Linked DNA regions of Macaca mulatta: region 2 is linked to region 1. The links are chromatin contacts, called in public Hi-C maps. All regions are on one chromosome and are shown on one strand. Each heading gives the region's core, a stretch centred on a gene start, on an enhancer-like site or on the middle of the called end of the contact. The rest is flanking DNA. Distances are from core to core; before and after follow the strand shown.

Evidence for each region. A called contact is a pair of places that touch in the nucleus more often than the background predicts.
Region 2: a Hi-C map of liver shows a contact between it and region 1, with 2.6 times the contacts expected there. The contact joins the promoter of PRMT1 here to the promoter of RRAS in region 1. A contact is called at or near these places in 3 of 14 Hi-C or Micro-C datasets (CD4 T cells, fetal cortex germinal zone and liver).

The regions. Positions count from the first base shown.
Region 1 is chr19:62,089,318-62,094,599 of T2T-MMU8v2.0, reverse strand. It overlaps RRAS (RAS related), which reads left to right and starts at 1,937. Exons shown (of 6, transcript XM_001115362.5): 1 at 1,937-2,134; 2 at 5,166-5,253. The coding sequence starts at 1,982. It overlaps SCAF1 (SR-related CTD associated factor 1), which reads right to left and starts at 1,345. Exons shown (of 12, transcript XM_077980810.1): 1 at 1,317-1,345; 2 at 290-331. The coding sequence starts at 295.
Region 2 is chr19:62,128,400-62,134,221 of T2T-MMU8v2.0, reverse strand. PRMT1 (protein arginine methyltransferase 1) reads right to left here and starts at 3,334. Exons shown (of 9, transcript XM_077981014.1): 1 at 3,285-3,334. The coding sequence starts at 3,320.

The sequences.
Region 1 (5,282 bases), core at 688-3,187:
CGCAACCGGACTCGGTTTCCCAGAAGCCAATGGGACACATGGGGCGGGGTCCGCGCAATGCACGCCGGGAGGCGTAGTCCGCGCACCGCCTCTGTCGCGCGGGGACAGCTAGTGGGGTGAGAGGTGAAGTGGGCGGGGCCGCGGTAGCCCGCGATGACGCCCCACAGTGCCCTGCGCGCGCGCGGAAAGGGTGGCGGAACAGGAGGTGACGTAAAAGGCGCTAAACAGAATAGATGCAAGGGAATTGTAGTTCGGCGGAGTGAGCACGACTTGCTGGATGTTGTCTTACCCACATTCTGGGGCTCTCAGAATCCAGATCCTCTAGGTCCCCCTACATTTAGAACCAGACGGGATGCAGTGGCGCACACCGTAGTCCCACTCGGGAGACTGAGGCGGAAGGATCGCTTCAGCCTAGAAGTTGGAGGCCAGCCCGGGCAACATAGGGAGGCCCCATCTCTAAAAAATAAAAATAGGCCGGGCGCAGTGGCTCACGCCTGTAATCCCAGCACTTTGGGAGGCCGAGGCAGGCGGATCACCTGAGGTCAGGAGTTCAAGACCAGCCTGACCAACATGGTGAAACCCCGTCTCTACTAAAAATACAAAAATTAGCCGGGCGTGGTGGCTAACGCCTGTAATCCCAGCTACTCGGGAGGCTGAGGTAGGAGAATCGCTTGAACCCGGGAGGCGGAGGTTGCAATGAGCCGAGATTGCGCCATTGCACTCCAGCATGGGCTACAAGAAGGAAACTCCATCTCAAAAATAAATAAATAAAAATAAACTTAGAACCCAGAAGCCCGACCCCATAGCCGCCTCATTCAGTACAGAGAAGTCTGAATTCCGAATCCTCTTACTCAGAGCAGAGTCCAGACTCCTATTTCCCTCTTCTCTTGGACTCAGGAGTCTGATTCTTCCTTCCTCGGACCCAAGAGCAGGTCTCCCAGACTAGTCCTGGTCTCAAGCTCTCACATACGAATTCGGGTCCCCCCCACCCAGTGGCCTCACTCAGACCCAGAATCCTGGGTCCCCAGCCTCTCCAACCCCTGGAACTAAGAGTCCAGGTCCCCGGCTCCCTCCTTTACCGAACTAAGGACCCCAGACGCCTTCCTCCCTGACACCCTCCTCCCCAGGACCCAGGAGTCCACATCTCCAGCCCATTTTCTCCTAGGGACCCAGGAGTCTGGGCCCTCGGCTTCCTCCTCTTTCAAGACCCAGAAATCCTGGCCCCAGGCTCTTCATGACCCAGGCATCCCAACTTGGGCGAGCTGGCTCATGGATTAGGAATGCAGTGATCTCACGGCCCCTCCCTGCCCCATTACCCCGCTGTCCCCCTGTAGGGCCCCACTCTCCTCCCAGTCTGTCTTCCGCTTGGCTGGGACAGCGGGAACCGGAAGCCTGGGTCCCTTAGCAGGCGGAGACTCTAGACTCTAACCCAGACGCCCGGGTCGAAAGCTTGGCTAGGATCCCAGGAGGGAGGTGGAGCTTCTCCTCAAAACCTGCTGCTGCTTCGGAGCGCCCTATATACGGCCGCGCGCGCGAGTCGACGAGCCCCGCCTACCATACTAAGGCCTCAGAGACCGTGCCCCAAGCAGCAGTGTCACAGGGGTCTCTATTTGCATATCCCCTCCCCTGACGAGCTTCCCACCCCGTCTGCTGAAAGAATAAATTTATATTAGCATAGCCACGCCCACAGACCGCCCTCCCGCTGAGAGCGCGTGGCGCCGCTCAGGGCGAGCACAGGTCTCTCATTAGCATAGCCCCGCCTCATTCGGAATTCCCCGTCGCAGCGAACCCCGTTCCCTTTCCCTTATTAACATAGCTCCTCCCTTTCTTTGGCCCGTCCCCCTCCTTAAGTGTGCCGAGACGCGAGCCTTCCTCGCCAGAGCTCATGATTATGCAGTAACCTCATTAGCGTAGCCCGCCCCCCCGGGTCCCGCCCGGCTCCCCCGCAGGCGGTAGCGAAGGCAGCAGCAGCGGTGGCGACATGAGCAGCGGGGCGGCGTCCGGGACAGGGCGGGGGCGGCCCCGGGGCGGGGGACCTGGGCCCGGGGACCCCCCGCCCAGCGAGACACACAAGCTGGTGGTCGTGGGCGGCGGCGGCGTGGGCAAGAGCGCGCTGACCATCCAGTTCATCCAGGTAGTGGGCCCTCACCCGGGAGGGTGTCCCCGGGACCCAGAACTGAGCCCTTGGGGGGACCCCCGAGACCCCTTTTCCCCCTTGACCCGTCACTGAGACCCTCCTATAAGGCCCTCTAATCTTAAAAGATCCCCACAGATTGTAACCTAAACTCTTGGAGAGCCTCCATCCCCTGCACGGGGGAGCCTTCCCTCTGCACTCGCATCCTGAGACCCACCATTCCCTCCCCCAGTGCCCCAGACCCCGCTTACCTGCTGACCTGGCTTTGAGCACCTCCTGGGAGCATGCTAAATATAGAACACTCACCCCATTCGGACCCTAAGCACTCCCAGGCCCCCCCACCACGCCCTCAGTGCCAACTTCCACCACCCTGAGCCCTATCTCCCCCAAATCCCAGTCCCCAACTTCCGCTCTAAGCCATTGAGAACCTTCCTGGGAGAACGCCAGTGCCCAACACCTTTGAGATTCCCCCACATTCGATTTTTTTTTTTTTTTTTTTTTTTTGAGACGGAGTCTGGCTCTGTCCCCCAGGCTGGAGTGCACGATCTTGGCTCACTACAACCTCTGCCTCCTGGGTTCAAGCAATTCTCCTGCCTCAGCCTCCCGAGTAGCTGCAACTACAGGCGTGTGCCACCACGCCTGGCTAATTTTTGTATTTTTTAGTGGGTTTCACCACATTAGCCAGACTGGTCTCGAACTCCTGACCTCGTGATCGGCCTGCCTTGACCTCCCAAAGTGCTGGGATTACTGGCGTGAGCTACCTTGCCTGTCCCCACGTTCGATTCTTAGCCCCTTCCATGACTGCCCCCAGAATCTAGAAATTCTACACAGACCCTGGCCCTGAGACTCTTCTGGGACTACCCAGCCCTAAGACAGTCCTGCTCTCCAACCCAAGATTTAAAAAGAGATCCTGCCCCTTGGCCATTCCAGAAATCTCCCAAGACCCCAAGTCCTGACAATCCCCCATTCCTCAAGACCCAAACCCCCACTCCCCCACCCCGCCCCCAAGGAAAACCAGCCCCTCCTCCATCCCGTGCTTTCTCCACTGCAACTCCCTGAGCCCCTCTCAGAAACCCTGGATAGCTCTCAAATAATCTCCAAGGAAGAAGCCCCCAGATTCTTGGCACCCCCAGAAAGACCTACTCCTTGGGAGTCTCTCTGACAATGAACCCAGTGTTTCTAAGACTGTATATACTATAACCCCCTGCGCCACCTCGGGGCTGGCCCCCAGTTCTCAGCCCTGAGCTTCTCACGCTGTGCTCTGAGGTCACGCCCCTAACTACCCCCAGAGCCACAATCCCTCCCAGGGCCTGGTCCTTATAGCCTCCCTCCAGGACAAGCCCTCACCAAGCACCCCTCTAACTGAAAGATGGAGTATTCAGACCCCTAGCCTCCAAATCACCCCTTCTTTCCTGAAACTCCACCCCTACCCAGGAAACCTCCTCCCCATTCCTGAGGGAGGTCCTCCCTGCTTCAAAGAAATCCTAGAGAAGTGCCTCCGCCTGAGATGCTACTGCACAGGCCCTGGGGCCCCAGGACACCTCCAACCCACCCCCACCAAAAGACCCCAGCAAGGGCCTGGGAGGGAGCCCTTCTTGTGTAGAGAAAGGCCCCAGCCCTGGGCCCCTTGCACCCAGAGGCAGTCCCAGAGCTGGCCTAAGGCCTGGCTGGCAGCGGGCAGGACCCAGGCAGGAAGGGAGGGGCCGGGGCCCGAGGGTGGGGCAGCCTCTCCGCAGCCGGATTGGAACCGGGACCTTCCCCTGGGAGGAGACGCTGGAGGCCGCCTGAGCAGGAGGAGGGGACGGGGGAGAAGGAAGAAGGGAGGGAGGAGGCAGAAGAGGAGGGAGAGATGTAAACAGGCAGTCTGGACAATAACGCCTCCGATAACCGATACATTCAATATTTAACAGGGATTTGCTCTGAATCTCGCCGGTGCTGGATGAAGTGTAGTGCTGTTCTTAGCCTCCTTTTTCAAATGAAGAAACTGAGGAACTGAGGCTCAGAGAGGGGAAGTGATTTGTTCAGTGTCACACAGCTAGGATGTAATCATGATGTGGGATATGTACCTTACACCAGAAAGGACTAGGAGTGACTCAGAAGACTGGTGGGAGGCAGGGAAAGGGGGGCAGGGGAGCAGCTACCCAAAAAGAAGGAGACAGAGACCCAGAGAGAGGGAAATAGAGACTCAGAGAGACACAGGGGACACAGACCCAGAGAAAAGGGGGCAGAGACCCAGCAACAGGGACAGACATTTAGAGACAAAGAAGGACAGGGCGGGGTGCGGTGGCTCACGCCAGTAATCCCAGCATTTTGGGAGGCCCAGGAGGGCGGATCCCCTGAGGTCAGGAGTTCAAGACCAGCCTGACCAACACATCTCTACTAAAACTACAAAATGAGCCGGGCATGATGGCGCATGCCTGTAATCCCAGCTACTTGGCAGGCTGAGGCAGAGAATCGCTTGAACCCGGGAGGTGGAGGTTGCAGTGAGCCGAGATTGTGCCATTGCACTCCAGCCTGGGCTACAAGAGCGAAACTGTCTCCAAAAAAAAAAAAAAAAAAAGGCAGGGCGCAGTCGCTCACGCCTGTAATCCCAGCACTTTGGGAGGCCGAGGCGGGTGGATCACAAGGTCAGCAGATCGAGACCATCCTGGCTACCACAGTGAAACCCCATGTCTACTCAAAAATAGAAAAAATTAGCCAGGCGTGGTGGCAGGTGCCTGTAGTCCCAGCTACTCGGGAGGCTGAGGAAGAAGAATGGCGTGAACCCGGGAGGCGGAGCTTGCAGTGAGCCCAGATTGCGCCACTGCACTCCAGCCTGGGCAACAGAGCGAGACTCCGTCGAAAAAAAAAAGAAAAAAAAAGACTCAGAGAGACAGAGGGAACACAGGCCCAGAGAAAGGGGGCAGAGACCCAGCAATGGGGACAGACATTTAGAGAGACAGGGACAGAGACTGAGAGAGGCATCCCAGGGGCAGGGCTTCGTCCTGTCTGCCGGGGCACTGCAATAACTATCCTCTCCCCATCCTGCCAGTCCTACTTCGTGTCTGACTACGACCCCACTATTGAGGACTCCTACACGAAGATCTGCAGTGTGGATGGGATCCCGGCCCGGCTGGACAGTGAGGGCGGCGGGGATGAATAATGGATG
Region 2 (5,822 bases), core at 2,085-4,584, 38 kb before region 1:
CTGACCTCGTGGATGCCAAAGTGGGCGTAGGAGTCAAAGTAGTAATCTTTGGATGTCATGTCCTCAGCATTGGGCTTCTCGCTGCTTTCCGCCTGGCCACAGGACACCTGGGAGGGGGCCGATGGGATCATGGGTCAGATCTGGGGGCTCCCCACAGTCTCTTAAACCTCCAGGTCCCTACTTTTCCCTGAACAGTAGTATAGAACCCCCCAAAATCATACCATTACAACCCTACAGCCCCCGCCTGCCATCTTGCCCCCCAAGAACCCCAAAACCTAACAACCCCATTTTCCACTTCCAAGACCCCCACAGAGCACCATCCAGGGGAGCACCCCGATACCTCAGCCATGCCTACCATCTCTCCAGTCTCTCTGCCCCCGTCTCTAGCTCAGCCCACAGCTGGGGAGGGGAGGGGAAGGAAAATGGGGGCAGACACAGGGAAGGGCAAAGGGGGGTTGGAGGTGGAGTTAAGGAAGTAGCCGAGATACTGGGGGAGGCCAGCGGGGGCTGTGAACCTGGAGGGGTTGCTACTAAGTGTTTGGGGTCCTGCAGTAAACTGGTTTGAAGCAAGAGGGGTATGGTTAGACCTCAAGAAAGGGCCAGATGTGTGGCAAAATATATTGATGTGGAGGTCGGGGTGGGAAGGGGTCTCACAAAAGGATATTTACTTCTTCAAGAGGCGGCTGGAGGCTCATCCCATTAGCCAAGGTGGCTACAAAATTCTAGGAGAGAGTAACAGGGAGAAAGGATTAGCTACTGGGAGTGGCTGCGGGAGGGCTGGGCGCGGGGACCTGGGCTCTGGCGGGGTGGGGGGGGGTGGGGGGGGTGGGGTTTCCAGCAATTCTCCTTCTTGGCGGGGAGTGGTGGCAAAGAGGGCAAGTAATGAGGTGGGGTGTTTAAGAAAGGGATGGGAAAAGTGAGGGGAGAAGAAAGGGGGTCTCCTATCCCAGCTGTGGCTGGAGAGATGGTGGCCTGCCCCCTTGTTGCCCCTCTCTGGCCAGGCAGCTGACCACACACCTCCCCCATCCAGGCCAGGGGAACTGGCACCCACCCCCGCCAGCTGTCGCTCCCTCTCATCACCTAATCTCCCCCAGATTAGGTGACACTTCCTGACACACACACCCCTATCCCAGGGTGCCATGAATAGCAGGAGGGAACGAGGCTGGCAGGGTATGCCCACAGGGCATCTGCCACCTCTGCAAACCAGTCTCATGTCTGAGAGGATTCCAGAATAGAGGTGTGGCACACGGGCACTTCCCCAGAGCTAGTACCCCAGCCCCCAGCTCCTGCCTTGGACTCAGGAGCCCCAAACAAAACCAGCTGGAACCAACCCGCTCCCTTATGACCCTCTGCCCACGAAGGTAGGGTCCCATGGAGGATGGGCAGCTCCTGGACCCTCTTAAGAATGAGCGGGCTCCAGAAAGTGGCTTGGGGGCGCGGTGGCTCACACCTGTAATCCCAGCAGTTTGGGAGGCAGAGGCGGGTGGGTCACCTTAGGTCAGGAGTTTGAGACCGGCCTGACCAACATGGTGAATCCCCATCTCTACTAAAAATACAAAAATTAGCTGGGCCTGGTGGCGGGTGCCTGTCATCCCAGCTATTCAAGAGGCTGAGGCAGGAGAATCGCTTGAACCCAGGAAGCGGAGGTTGCAATGAGCCGAGATCAAGCCATTGCACTCCAGCCTTGGTGACAGATTAAGACTCCGTCTCAAAAAAAAAAAAAAAAAAAAAAAAAAAAAGTAGCTTGGGGAGTCAGCCCATCGCCCCCATTTCAGACACCCATCCCAGGTCCTGAAGACTTCCAGGTGCGGCCAAGCCTGAGGCCACCTCTGGGAAAGTTATTTCCTCCGCCCACAGAGCCCCAGGTGCAGGAGACAGCCAAGAGGGTGCGAAGTCATTACAGTGACCCCTGGGAGCTGCATCCTGACAGCTTACAGCTGACCTGCCCCCCCAGTCAATGCCATGGGTAAAGGGGTGGAAGGACAGAGGCCCCATCAGATTACATCTCTTCCAGATGTGACCACTCCAAGAAGGGCCACGTCACTGGCCATGACCTACTAGGCTCCAAACACCCTCCCCCCAGCTCTCCCAAGCCAGCGGGGATGCCTATAAGAAAGGTGCTGCGGGGGTTTCCCGCTGGGGCCCATTTATCACCACCACTGAAAACTACTGCCAGACAACCCCAGCCCGAAGGCTTAAAACGCAAGACTGAAACCTCCCCCACATGGCTGCACGAGAACCAAACCTCACTTGAAACCATTTCAGGCACCCACCCTCAGGACCCCGGGGCTCAGGACCCCTACACAGGGCTTCAGGAAGGGGGAGGTCATCTCCCGCCCTCACAAAGGCCCAGGAGAGAGAAAGCGCTCCAGCAGAGGGTAAAGCTCTCAGCCTACGTATTTCCCACAACTCCTTCCCAGCGGACGTACCCTCCTCCCTCCGCCCTCCAGGAAGAAATCCGACGGGAGGTGGGCTTCAGGACACGCCCCATGAAAAAGATGTCCCTCCCACACACCCAGAAATGGCCACAAGGGGGTGCACGGCGCCTATTAGTGGGAAAATCTCCATCTAGATGCCCCACCACCACCCAGAGGGAGGTCACAGGGGCATGCCCCATCCCCCAACACCTAAAGCCCTGGGTGAGGGGGAGAACTCTAGGAGGGGAAATGGGGTCAGGGGGGCCCCATTCTTGGTTTTCCTCCAGTCCCTAATCCAGAACGCACAAATCCAGGGCCGATATCCCAATAGATGCCCCTGGAGCTCGGAAGGAGGTTGTAAAAGGCACTGCTCCTCCCAAAAGACACTCTACATCGTGGAGGGCCCCAGGTCGATCCCACCCCACGACGTGTGCCCGGGTCCCTGGGTAGGAGGGCTGGGGGCCTCAGGAGGGTCGGACCCCCTCCCCGCCCCCCCGGGCGCCCCTCCCCGGCCGGGGGCGGGGCCTTTGTCCCGCACGTGGAGCCCGCCGGGCCACCGGACTCGGCACACCCCCTCCCCACCCACCGCGCCGCGGCCACGTGGGGGCCTGGCCGGAAGCGCCCCCAGCCCTCCTCCACGTGGGAGGGGGGATAAGACCCTCCGCTAGGCCGGATGCCGAAGGCCCTTGAAAGCTAGGGAGCCGTCACCTCAAACGATATCCCCGGATGTGGAGCGTGCGGCGCCCCCGTGTGCGGCGGGGGACCTCCAACCCCATGTCGCCAACTTAGAGCCCTTTCCCCACCACAGAGGCGTGAAACATCGACCCAAAGCCGACCCCCGCCCACGGCGGCGCTCCAAGCGCTCACCTCCATGATGCAGTTCGCGGCCTCGGCTGCCGCCATCTTCACCCGCAACTACTCCTCCTCCAGCCGCCAAGACCCCCCCTTTCTCCTCACTCCCCCGGGACCGCCTTATACCAGAGGGTCCACGGCCCGCCTACCGCGACCCCGCTGGAAGATTTCATTGGCAATGGAGGCGGCCCGTCTGAGAATACCGTCTGATAATTGGCTGGAGAATACGTCCATCATAGGTCAGGGGTTTGCCAACACTGGCGTCCAGAATCCCGCCCCCTCAAGTCGACCCGAGATGGGGAAAACTGCCCGTCTATTGCAAGAAGCGCGACTGGTGATTGGGCAAAATCCACGAGGAATGCCCGCCCCTTTACCCCCAGCACCGCCTCAAAGCTTCCCGGGGAGCCCCGCGCTAAAGGGGCGTCTTGAAACAACTGTCCATCACCAAAACGACCCGCCTCTTAATCGCTGCCATTGGTTTATCCGGAAGTGACGTCACGCGGCCTTTCACCCTCGCCAAGCGGCCAGTCTCAAGGAGAACACGACAATTGGCCCACGGGTGGGGAAGAAGGCGGGGCTTCAGGCACCAACGATTGGCTCAAAGGAACGATCACGCCTAGTCCACTCGGTGGATCCTCCCAACCCGGGGGGAGTCTCGAGGAAAAAGGGAGCTTGTGCTCATTACCTGGGAGAAAAACTGAATCAGTGAGAGGCCCAGAGAGAGGAATGGCATCGCTGGGGTCCCCAAGCAAGTGAGGAATAGGAGTCCGCAGTCAACACATTAAATCCCTAGCCTTTGACATAATCATTCAAAGTTTTTAAAACCCATCAACCCCTCTCAAGGTACTTGGTTTTTGCCGAGTCCCTCCCCCTGCCAGGACCGCCCACCTCTCTTTGTCTTGTCAGCTTCTAAACGAGAATCAGAGCGCAGCTTAGGCACCACTTCCTCCGGGAAGCTTTGCTTGATTTGCAGGAAAAGTTCCTAGTTGAATGAGGCTGAATGCAAAGGGCCGAATGCGTGGGTCCTGCCCCTCCTCTCTCTGATCCCTCTGCTTCCCTCCGCTCACACTCCTCTCCAATCCCGGAATGAGCTCGCTCTTTGGTTTCTGGGCCTCGGTGCAGGCTATACTCTCTGGCGTGCCGCTGGCAAACGCCTGAGACTTAAAAATTTCCGATAGGATTCGGGCGCAGTGGCTCACGCCTGTAATCCCAGCACTTTGGGAGGCGGAGGCGGGCGGATCACTTGAAGTCAGGAGTTCGACACCAGTCTGGCCAACATGGTGAAACGCCCATTTCTATTAAAAATACAAAAATTGGCCGGGCGCGGTGGCTCAAGCCCGTAATCCCAGCACTTTGGGAGGCCGAGACGGGCGGATCACGAGGTCAGGAGATCGAGACCATCCTGGCTAGCACGGTGAAACCCCGTCTCTACTAAAAAAAAATACAAAAAACTAGCCGGGCGAGGTGGCGGGCGCCTGTAGTCCCAGCTACTCGGGAGGCTGAGGCAGGAGAATGGCATAAACCTGGGAGGCGGAGCTTGCAGTGAGCTGAGATCCGGCCACTGCACTCCAGCCTGGGCCACACAGCGAGACTCCGTCTCAAAAAAAAAAAAAAAAAAAAAAAAAAAAAATTTGGCCGGGCGGCCGGGCGCGGTGTCTTATGCCTGTAATTCCAGCACTTTGGGAGGCCGAGGCAGGCGGATCACAAGGTCAGGAGATCGAGACCATCCTGGCTAACATGGTGAAACCCCGTCTCTACTAAAAATACAAAACATTAGCCGGGCGTGGCGGCGTGCTCCTGTAGTCCCAGCTACTCGGGAGGCTGAGGCAGGAGGATGGCTTGAACCTAGGAGGTGGAGCTTGCAGTGAGCCGAGATCGCGCCACTGCACTCTAGCCGGGGCGACAGACTCTTGTCTCAAAAAAAAGAAAAAAAATTAGGCCGGGCGCGATGACTCACGCCTGTAATCTCAGCACTTTGGGAGGCCTAGGTGGACGGATCACAAGGTGAGGAGTTCGAGACCAGCCTGGCCAATATGGTGAAACCCCGTCTCTACTAAAAAAACGAAAATTAGCCGGGCGTGGTGGCGGGCGCCTGTAGTCCCAGCTGCTTGGGAAGCTGAGGCAGTAGAATCACTTGAACCCGGGAGGCAGAGGTTGCAGTGAGCCGAGATCGCCCCACTGCACTCCAGCCTAGGAGACAGAGAGAGACTCCATCTCAAAAAATAATAAAATAAATAAAAATTTAAAAATTAGCTAGGACTGGTGGCGCACGCCTGTAATCCCAACTACTTGGGAGGCTGAGACAGGAGAATCGCGTGAGCTCAGGAGGCAGAGGTTGCAGTGAGCCAGGATGATGCCATTGCACTCCAGCTTGAGCGACAGAGCGAGACTCTTATTAAAAAAAAAAAAAAAAAAAGAAAAGAAAAACGTGGCACTAAACAAACCAAGAAAGGGACACTTGTTTCCAGTGTTTGAGCTGAAACAAGAGGAGCCCAGCTGAACCATGCACATCAGGTCTCCAGCTTGTTGCAGCTCTGTGTGTAAGCATTGCTC